2 separate regions of the Danio rerio genome follow, and region 1 is linked to region 2. Evidence: chromatin contacts called from public Micro-C data. All regions are on one chromosome and are shown on one strand. The core of a region is the stretch at or near the end of the contact, and the rest is flanking DNA. Distances in the headings are between cores, read along the strand shown. Region 1 has its middle 49 kb from the start of col1a1a. Region 2 has its middle 34 kb from the start of gngt2a.

What was found. A called contact is a pair of places that touch in the nucleus more often than the background predicts.
Region 1: a Micro-C map of caudal fin shows a contact between it and region 2, with 1.7 times the contacts expected there. The contact joins two enhancer-like sites. A contact is called at or near these places in 2 of 18 Hi-C or Micro-C datasets (caudal fin and an unstated tissue).

What each region holds. Positions count from the first base shown.
Region 1 is chr3:21,916,930-21,922,326 of GRCz12tu, reverse strand. No RefSeq gene overlaps it. Among named protein-coding and RNA genes, the nearest start is that of col1a1a, 49 kb to the left of the region's middle. Within about 2 kb of position 3,141, at least 25 of the 62 cell types and tissues checked have an H3K27ac peak or open chromatin away from gene starts, as enhancers often do. A contact at or near this core is called in caudal fin, where this site is marked.
Region 2 is chr3:21,871,108-21,876,479 of GRCz12tu, reverse strand. No RefSeq gene overlaps it. Among named protein-coding and RNA genes, the nearest start is that of gngt2a, 34 kb to the right of the region's middle. Within about 2 kb of position 2,004, at least 16 of the 62 cell types and tissues checked have an H3K27ac peak or open chromatin away from gene starts, as enhancers often do. A contact at or near this core is called in caudal fin, where this site is marked.

The DNA of each region.
Region 1 (5,397 bases), core at 1,892-4,391, 45 kb before region 2:
AGGAGGAGAGAAGCCCCCCTCATTTAAATTGTTTACATGATTATCCTTATAAAGACAACAAATTTAGTTTTTTTTATATGAAATTACAGAAAAAAAAAATAAAGCAGCGCATTAAATGACTGTTTATTTCTTTACATTTTAACTTTGTAAACTATAAAATCTTGGGTCTCTTCACAGTTTGTGTCTCATTTTGTGAGCCAACTGACAACAGTTGTTTACTCCCTTTTTTTTTCCCTGCTCTGCCTGCCACGGCCACTACTCCCTCTGCTCGCAGTGCTCCCATCATGAAGCATTTTTTGAAAAAATTCTGAGGTACACTTGAACTGAAAGAGGGGGCTTTCATGACCCTTTAAAACAGTGGTTCGATTAGAATATTATGAAGATTAAAGAAACAAAAGTAATGACTTTGTTCAACAGTTTCTTGTTTTCAGTGTCAGTATAGGGTGAACGATCATGAGTGTGCATTAAACTCATTATTTTTGTTTTATGTGTGTGCACAAAAGTATTTTGTGTGAAGTTTTAAACCCCTGAAGACACATGGACTATTTTGACTGAATTTTTTGTTTTTTTGACAATGCTTTTTGCTGGATTTGAGAACTGCTGAGGGGCAGAGAGCTGTTGGAATTCTTTTAACAAATCATGATTTGCTATTATTTAAAATGCATAGAGCTTGAAGTCAAAGGTTGCACTCTGTGAGCTACTGACTCTGCATATTGCTTTTTATTTCCCTAACAATTCAGAAAATCAAAACACTGATACAATGACACATTGTGCTACTTCAATGTGGGAACTTTCAGTCAGAACAACAACAAGAGAAGCAACCCGAGTCTTCACTGCTTTCCTGGTGATAAGAAGAGGGGAAAAATGGGAAGATGCCTGTGGATGAACAAAACTTCCTGAAGGCCTGTACCTGTGCTCTCCACTTAAGCTCTGATGCCTTCAAAGCTTGTGAAAGAGTTTACAGGTTGAAATGGATATAAACACAGCCTTAAACTAAATGTTGCATCACTGATTTTTCCCCACAAGGACTTTAAATTCCCCTGATTTGAAGTGAAATCTTGTTCTTCTCATAAATCAGCCAATTTATGTAACGATGGCACTGAGAAAGCTCAAGGAGAAAAGTTCATTCTTATTCAGAGAAAGTGTGTCAGTTTCACTCCAAATATAACTGACAAAGAGCAAAGAAAATGTGAATAATGAGAAGAAAACGTGGAAAGACGAAATTTTAGGTAACACTTTCTATTTTAGATAATATCTACACACTTCAAATAAATTATCAAGCAGTAGCAAATAGTTAATTCATTATTCGTTAAGCATTAACTCTACAGTACATTAATAGATGCAGTTGGATTACATTAATAGTGAGCAGTTTATAAATAGCTTCAAATGCTGTATGCTTAACTTGTTAAAGCAAATTTAAAATAACTGTGTTTTATACTTTGTTAATGATGAATTTTTCATTACTAAATTAAATATTGCATTATTCACAATAATTTAAGACAGTTATTTAAAAAGAGTAGGTGACTTTTTAAGATCATTCAGGATGTAAGTAAATGATTAATGAACTATTCAAATGAACATAAATCTTATTAATATACACTCACCGGCCACTTATTAGGTATTCTTGTTAATGCAAATCTCTAATCAGCCAATCAGATGGCAGCACCTCAGTGCATTTAGGCATGTAGACATGGTCAAGACGATCTGCTGCAGTTCAAACCGAGCATCAGAATTGGAAAGAAAGGTGATCTAAGTGACTTTTAACTTGGCATGGTTGTTGGTGCCAGATGGGCTGGTCTGAGTATTTCAGAAACTGCTAATCTATTGTGATTTTTATGCACAACCATCTCTAGGGTTTACAGAGAAAGATCAGACAAAGAGAAAATATCCAGTGAGTGACAGTTCTGTGGGCACAAATCAGAGGAGAATGGCCAGACTGGTTTTAGCTGATAGAAAGGCAACAGTAACTCAAATAATCACTCATTTCAACTAAGGTATGCAGAAGAGCATCTCTGAACACATTGAACCTTGAGGCAGATGGGCTACAGCAGGAGAAGACTAAACCGAGTGCCACTCCTGCCAGCAAAGAACTAAAGGAAACAGAGGCTCCAATTCGCACAGGCTCATGAAAATTGGACAACAGAAGATTGGAACCATGTCATAAAGCGCAGATAATGTCAGACCATCTTCCTGCATATGACAATGAGTTCACTGTACTCAAATGGCCTCCACAGTCACCAGATCTCAATCCAATAGAGTACCTTTGGGATGTGGTGGAACAGACTATTTGCATTATGGATGTGCAGCTGACAAATCTGCAGCTACTGTGTGATGCTATCAAATCAGTATAGTCCAAAATGTCTGATGAATATTTCCAGTTCCTTAAGGCATAAGGCATTTCTGAAGTTTAAAAGGGGGTCCAACTTCGTACTAGTAAGGTGTACCTAATAAAGTGACCAGTGAGTGTATATAATAATACAATAATAGTTTTTTTGTATGTTAATAAATGCTTTATTATCCAAACTTCATCCATTTATTGTGACCTAATATATAATCTATTCTTTGCACAACCATTTACACCCAAACATTTGTCTCTCTCCATTTCCATCTCAGTCCCCACTCAATCTCCAGACATCCAAAAGCTTTGATGAAAGCCCCTATGCAAAGCACCTGCCAGAGAGGAAGCAAAAACAACAGAGGGGGAAAGAGAAAAATGGACAGAGCAAAGGTTACTGGTTTAAATGTGTCACGTTACTTGCTCTGAGATTTAGCATCTGTCAGGCTATTTAGAAATAAGCCCCACCCACAGCTCCGCCCACAGCCCCACCCAGCCCTCTGCAGCAGAAGCCTTACAGGAAGCTGCATATTCTGGGCTCAGTTCCCTCTGTAGCCACGTCTCGCTTGGCTGAAGCCCAGGCTCACAGGCGGCGGACAATAGCAGGTTTCAACCACACAAAGTTAGCGTTTACAATTCCCTTTCCTTAATGGGATATGGAGCTCAGGGACTGTCTAAATCTCAGCATGTGCTTTTAAAAGAGCATCAAAACACAGATATAAGCTCATATATACATACTGAATAACTACCATGCCATCAAGCATCTGCATAAAGAGTTGTCCTCCCTCTATTTTCAAAACACATCTGTTTGCGCTTAAAGCAGCGCTCCTCTCCTCCAGAGCTGAAGAATAGAGTAAACCTCATCCCTCTCAGCAGCCACATGTGAGAGCCAGGCACAAGGCATGATGGGAAGAGGGCCATCAGACGGCTGGTAAGAGGAAAATAAGGAGAGAGGAGTGGGTGGGAATTGCTAGAAGAAGAGGTCAAAGTTCATACCCTTTAAGGTCAACGTGGGCAGCTGCTACAGTGGCCTGGGTGGCTTTTTTTCTCCATAAAAATGTGCATTGACACCATTCCATTATACACCAGTTCATTTTACCTTCACTCAGTTAACAGTAATCAATAAACTGATTGCCGAAACAATCAGTTAGCAGCAGAAATTTTTATTTTATGCATAGTTTTTTTGTAAATTTATTTATTTTAATAATTAATTTTGAGGGTTTTCTCACCTTTCTATAGGGATTGGACAATGGAGGTTACAGACAGGAAAGTATTGGGAGAAGAGAGGGGAAGGGTCGGCAAAGGACCTTAAGCCGGGAATCAACTTCAGGTCGCCGTGAGCTAGGGATGTAACGATTCACCATGAGTCGGTTGAAAATCGATTTAAATATGTGACGATTAAAACTGCTTGAAATGTTGAATTAATCGCGATACATGTTTTGAACAGAAGGGGTGCTGTTTACAGGGGCAAACTCGCTTTACCTCCACGGTGTCCAGCATATTATATTTCCAACCCCAATTAAACACACCTGAACCAGCTAATCAAGCTCTTTCTAGGTATACTAGAAACATCCAGGTATCTGCGTTGAAGGAAGTTCGAGCTTAACTTTGCAGGACACCGGCCCTCCAGGACCAAGTTTGGACACCCCTGACTTACAATATCAGAACAATGAATATGATGCAGCACAGTGAAATGTTACTGTCATAGACGTCTATACGCAAAAAGCTCATAATAGGCAAACCCATGCCGGAGGATTGGCTGATACAATGCTCCGAGGAGACCTAATGTTACAGAGATCACACGGTGCATCAGTGGTTTCATAGCCAAAGTGTGAACATGTTTTTCAGACTGAAAGAGAAAGCTGTGCAGTTAAAGAACCAGGTATTAGATTGTTTCCCTTTTTTACCCTGTCCGTTCCAATTTAGTTTATGCATAATTAAATAATTTGCTTATTATATCATATATAACAATCAGTATTTTATACCAGTGGCCAGTCCCCTGCAGCAGAGAGCCTATTGACCACCTCTGTACACACTGCTCTCTGTTTTAGGAAAGGCTTTGCTCTCAACACTGGCCATCCCAGTCCCCAGTTAAGTTTTTTTCAATCAGCAGGGCATATTGTAAACGTGCAAAGACCTCAGCTTATATCAGAAAACTTAGATATTCTAATATTTCTTATTTAAAAATGTCAAATCCCAGCACAGTCATAGTTTTTGTTTGTAGTCATAGTTTTCGTTTGTTTGTCAGTTTTTAATGTTGATTTCTGGTTTGGATTTCATTTTTAAAGTTGTAATACAGCTGCACAGTCAAAGTTTTTGTTTGTTTCTATTAAAAAGTCTTATTTAGTTTGAATTATTCACTTTTTAATTCTGATTTTGTTTTAAAATTACAATTTAGTTTTTGCAGAAAAGTTTTTATTTTGTAAAAAGGGCTCTTTTTCACCTTAAATTTGTCTGAAATACCTTTGTTAAAAAATTGTGACTAATTTGTGAATTTTGAGATTAGTATCATGAATCATGAATCGAATCTCGAGTCGGGTGAATTGTTACATTTGTACAGTATATGCTGGTGCACTTAATCACTAGGCTATTGGCTGCACCAGTTTTTGTTAAATTTGCTTGAAAATTGTTAAATGGTTTCTACTGTTTTCGTCAGTCTTTAAGTGTCCTAAACTCTGCGTACCCAGTACGGGTCTGTGACGTCATTTACTTCCTCATTCTTTAAATTGTAAAGCCCTGTACTGGCCCAATACCCCCATAAGTGGTTCTCATCAGTTGGAATTGATTAACTTTTGCATAGGTTATGATTGAGACATTTTGTTTTTGTTTTTCTAAAATTACTGACGTGCAGAAACCAACAAAATTAATTACAGCAACCTGGACCACACTGAACCTAAAAGGTAAACTTTCAAATTTGAGTTCACCAAAAATAAAAATATAATTTTTTAAAGCGCCTCTTTTTTAGAGGGGTATTTTAACACAGACAACATTTACAATTATTTTAATCATTTTCAACAGTGTTTTATGAAAATTCAAAGGGTTTTCTTTAAAATGATACAAAA
Region 2 (5,372 bases), core at 755-3,254:
TAAACAAAACATCTGAATAAATCAGTCAGTGGATCAGGGACTTGCCAAATCCCAGGGACCTATTCACCTTATTCTTTGCGTACAAGCGGCCGCAGCCATATGAATCTTTTTGGCTCGAGACTTCCGGTCTCATTCATTTGCATTTATTTTTAAACGATAAAAACAGCTTGTTATGCTACTTGATGTTCAAACTGATGTTTTCTTATTATATGGTTCTGCTTTGTCTGTATATTCATGCAAACACTTCTTCAATTACAAAAATTTAAAGCAGCACATTTGTTATCAACAATGATAATAACAATATATCTTTTTTTAGTAGAAAAGAGAATCATGTGTCAGAAGACTGGAGCCATGATATCGTTATTACACATTACAGTAGGTAGTCGTTTTAAAGTGTCTTTTCTTTACAATAACACCTTAAAAAAAACAACTTTCAAAAACTGCTAGTACCATACCATACCCCAGATATTGACTGCTTTAAATGAAAAAAGCTGCAAATGCTCAGCTTTTCTTATAATGCAGCAATTCTAAAACCTCAAAGTGACATTTAAATAGAAATGAAAGGCATTTCTGAGCATCCACACATTTGAAATATGTTGTCCTTAATATTACTCATAAAATGTCACAGGAACACTTTAGTTCAGCTACTACTGACCTATTACCTGCCTACTATTAGGATGTTAATGGTTTATTAGCACTTAAAAAATATCTTATTTAACATCCCTAATCCTACCCAATTCCTGAATATACCTTACTAACTTAATAAGCTGCTAATTGGTAGTTTATTGAGCTAATAGTCTTGATAATAGTGTGAATTGTATATAAAAATACACCTTGACCAATGTGACATTTGGTTGTACAAATTAAAGTAAATGACTTCATGCTATGCTGAATCTGCATCAAAATGTGTCAAATAGGAAATAGGTCTTTGGTAAGAAGGTTTCTAGCATATCGCCACCTAGGGTCAAGAGAAAAAAAAAACACCCAGATAAGTGACTAACCTTGTGTGTGCAGTGCACGCATGAGCAGGACTGTGAGCCTCTGGGGAAAAGTTATAGGAGGAAAAGCCGGGGTTGTTGTGCAGCTCAAGGTGTGGTGTTTTATTTGGGGAGAAATATCAGTCTGCCAGCTCAAAATACGCAACACTTATTTTAAGTATCAGACTGAAATGCAGCTAATTATCAAATAATCTTCAAAAGACCTGCATAATTACTTCCATTTGAATTCTTAATGACTTTACTTGCCAGCCGTTTCATTTGACTTATTTTACTGCATAATTTATTGTATTTATTTCTCCCATGAGGGAGAAAAACAGACCCAACCAAACCGGAACTAAAGTTATCATTCTGAAAAAAAGATTGATTGAAGGAATGATTGAACTTAAAAACTGAAACATAATTTACTGTTTACTTGTTTAAAACTTATTTGAGTTTACTTTATATGTTAAACACAAGAGAAGATTTTCTCAGGAAAACTGGAAGCCATTGACTTCCATAGTATTTGTTTTTCCGGCTATGAAAGTGAATGGTTACAGAAGGAAGAAACTCAAAAAGATTTGGAACCACTTGAGGGCATGTAAATAGTTAGTAAATTGGTTCAATTTTCCCCTAAAATAATAGTTGTGAACAGAATTTTAAGTAGGTCAAAGAATTTTTTACAAATTCAGCACTGAAGACTCACAAACATCAACACAAAGTGAACTGTTGAGTATTTGTCAATTCAACTCACCCTATTTAAATCTCAATCTACCACCTCACTTTTATCGATGTCTATTGTTATGCTGTGTATTTGTTCTTATAAATCTACAGTACACCCTGACAGATTTTCAGAGTGAATGTTGGTTTTTTGTTTTTTACTCTGCCCACAACCCTCTCTCTTTCTCTCTATGTGTCTCTGTTTTTCCATGACTCATGAAAGAACTCTGACGAATTACAGAGGTCTCAACAGATGGAAAAACTTCGCCATTATGACTGACCACAACCGCTGACCTGAAATCAGCTGTGCGCTCGTCTCGCATGCGCCTCAGTCACCCCACACTGATCCAACATCAGAGATAGCGCTGTTTTGACCCCCTCTATAGTTTTGACTGAAGTGTATGTGGAAAGTACAGTAGGAGGAGTGTAAAGCCTGTGTGAATCTCAGATTTGTCCCCCTGCTGGTGTTTATGTTGACACAACAAGGTTAAATGTTACTGTGCAACTCAAAAAAAAAGTTGTGAACAAAACAATGAGTACAAAAAAAAAAAAGAAAAAAAAAAGAAAAGCCAATTAAAAGCAAAACTGAATTCAAGTGAATGGGTTTGTGGATTTGACACTTCTATATGCAGGGATTTGTGCACTGACGTGTATAGTGAAGATTTAGGGTGGGCTTACTTTACAGACAGGCGGTCCCGATGTGCACCATGCAGGATTCTCACTGGCTGTTTTTTGACACCCACTAGATGATGAGCGCTTTCTGCTTCATCTGTTATTTCAGTTTTGAGTCTATGTTTTTTTTCCCTGCTCTCCCACACTCATTCTTTTGTTCCCATCTGTGAGCCAAAACAAAACTAAAACTCCCCCTGTCATTCACTGGGAGACTTACAATAAAGTTGGACTGTATAACATTTACAAATGCAGCAGGTCTGGAGAGGTAAAAATGAATTTGAAGTGTTTCATAATTTTTGTTAAAGTTATAAATATTCCTTTGGCTGATTATTGCATCATCTCAACATGCACAGCTGTGGTACAGTACCTACTGTATAAAAACTCAAGATTACTAGGGATGCTCCGATCAGGATTTTTGTAGCAGATACCAAGTACCGATATCTTGTCATGGCCGATACGATGCTTTAAGCTTTATATAACTTTAACACTGCATACAGCACATTTACCCTACAAGTACGATATTTAAGGAGAGATCTCTTCTTTCCTAAGAGAATAAATGAAGGATGTTGCATAAAATCCCCCAAACACGTCTCATAACTGTTTAGTGTGGACATGTCATGTTCAGAAGCAGCTTTACAGAAAATAAATAGATACAACAAATACAAAAAAATTGTAAGAAAAATGACTAACAAAGCAATTTAGAAACAAGAAGAATTCAACGACTCAATGAAGAAAAAGTTTGTAAGGTATATTTGGAGTATATGTTTGATATAGGTATATCAAACAATAGTAACTCCACTACAAATATCTGATCATTTCCTTCTGTCTCTCAACATCCACATTACTCCTGAGCCGCCACACACTCCTACACTGGTTACCTTTCGCAGAAACCTACGATCTCTCTCACCCAATAGACTATCCACCATTGTTTCAGACTCTCTTCCTCCATCTCGCAAACTCACTGCACTTGATTCGAACAGTGCCACTAATACACTCTGCTCCACACTAGCATCATGTCTAGACCGATTATGTCCTCTTGCATCCAGGCCAGCCCGTGCCAGTCCTCCTGCACCCTGCCTCTCGGATGCTCTCCGTGAGCATCGCTCAAAACTTCGGGCTGCGGAGAGAATTTGGCGGAAAACTAAAAATCCTGCACATCTCTTAACATACCAAACTCTTCTGTCCTCTTTCTCAGCTGAGGTTACTTCTGCAAAGCAGACGTATTACCGTCTGAAAATCAACAATGCCACTAATCCTCGCCTACTTTTTAAAACATTTTCCTCCCTCCTCTATCCTCCTCCTCCACCCGCATCCTCCACACTTACTACTGATGACTTTGCTACATTCTTCTGCACCAAAACTGCAAAAATCAGTGCTCAATTTGCTGCACCTACAACAAACACGCAAGATACAACACCAACACCACACACACTCACCTCTTTTTCTCAGCTCTCTGAGTCTGAGGTGTCCAAACTTGTGCTATCTAGCCATGCAACCACCTGTCCACTCGATCCCATTCCCTCTCATCTCTTGCAAGCCATCTCTCCTGCAGTCATACCAACACTGACTCACATAATTAACACATCTCTTGACTCTGGTTTATTCCCCACTACATTTAAGCAGGCTAGGGTAACCCCACTGCTAAAGAAACCCAACCTGGACCATACGCTACTTGAAAACTACAGACCAGTATCCCTGCTTCCATTCATGGCCAAGATTCTGGAGAAAGTAGTGTTCAATCAAGTCCTGGACTTTCTTACTCAAAACAATCTCATGGACAACAAGCAATCCGGCTTTAAGAAAGGCCACTCAACTGAGACTGCCCTGCTCTCGGTCGTGGAGGATCTCAGACTGGCTAAAGCAGACTCTAAATCATCAGTCCTCATTTTGCTGGACTTGTCAGCTGCTTTTGACACTGTCAACCACCAGATCCTGCTATCTACGCTTGAGTCACTGGGCGTTGCGGGCACTGTTATACAATGGTTCAGATCTTACCTCTCTGACAGGTCATTCAGGGTGTCTTGGAGGGGAGAGGTGTCCAACCTACAGCATCTAAACACTGGGGTACCTCAAGGCTCTGTTCTTGGGCCACTTCTCTTCTCCATCTACACATCATCTCTAGGACCAGTCATCCAGAGACATGGATTCTCCTACCACTGCTATGCTGATGATACCCAGCTATACCTCTCTTTTCATCCTGATGATCCCTCGGTTCCAGCTCGTATCTCAGCCTGCCTGTTGGATATTTCACACTGGATGAAAGATCATCATCTTCAGCTGAACCTCGCAAAAACGGAAATGCTTGTAGTTTCTGCCAACCCGACTCTACACCATAACTTTTCAATCCAGATGGATGGGGCAACCATTACTGCATCCAAAATGGTGAAAAGCCTTGGAGTAACGATTGATGACCAACTAAACTTCTCTGACCACATTTCTAGAACTGCTCGATCGTGCAGATTTGCACTCTATAACATCAGAAAGATCCGACCCTTCTTATCTGAACATGCAGCTCAACTCCTTGTTCAAGCTCTTGTTCTCTCCAAACTGGATTACTGCAACTCTCTACTAGCTGGGCTTCCAGCTAACTCTATCAAGCCTCTTCAACTGCTCCAGAATGCAGCAGCACGAGTTGTCTTCAATGAACCTAAACGAGCACATGTCACTCCGCTGCTAGTCCGTTTGCACTGGCTGCCAGTTGCTGCTCGCATCAAATTCAAAACTCTGATGTTTGCCTACAAAGTGACTTCTGGCCTAGCACCTTCTTATCTGCACTCACTTCTGCAGATCTATGTGCCCTCCAGAAACTTGCGTTCTGTGAATGAACGTCGCCTCGTGGTTCCATCCCAAAGAGGAAAAAAATCACTTTCGCGAACGCTCACGCTCAATCTGCCCAGTTGGTGGAATGAACTCCCTAACTGCATCAGAACAGCAGAGTCACTCGCTATTTTCAAGAAACGACTAAAAACTCAACTATTTAGTCTCCACTTCACTTCCTAATCTGCA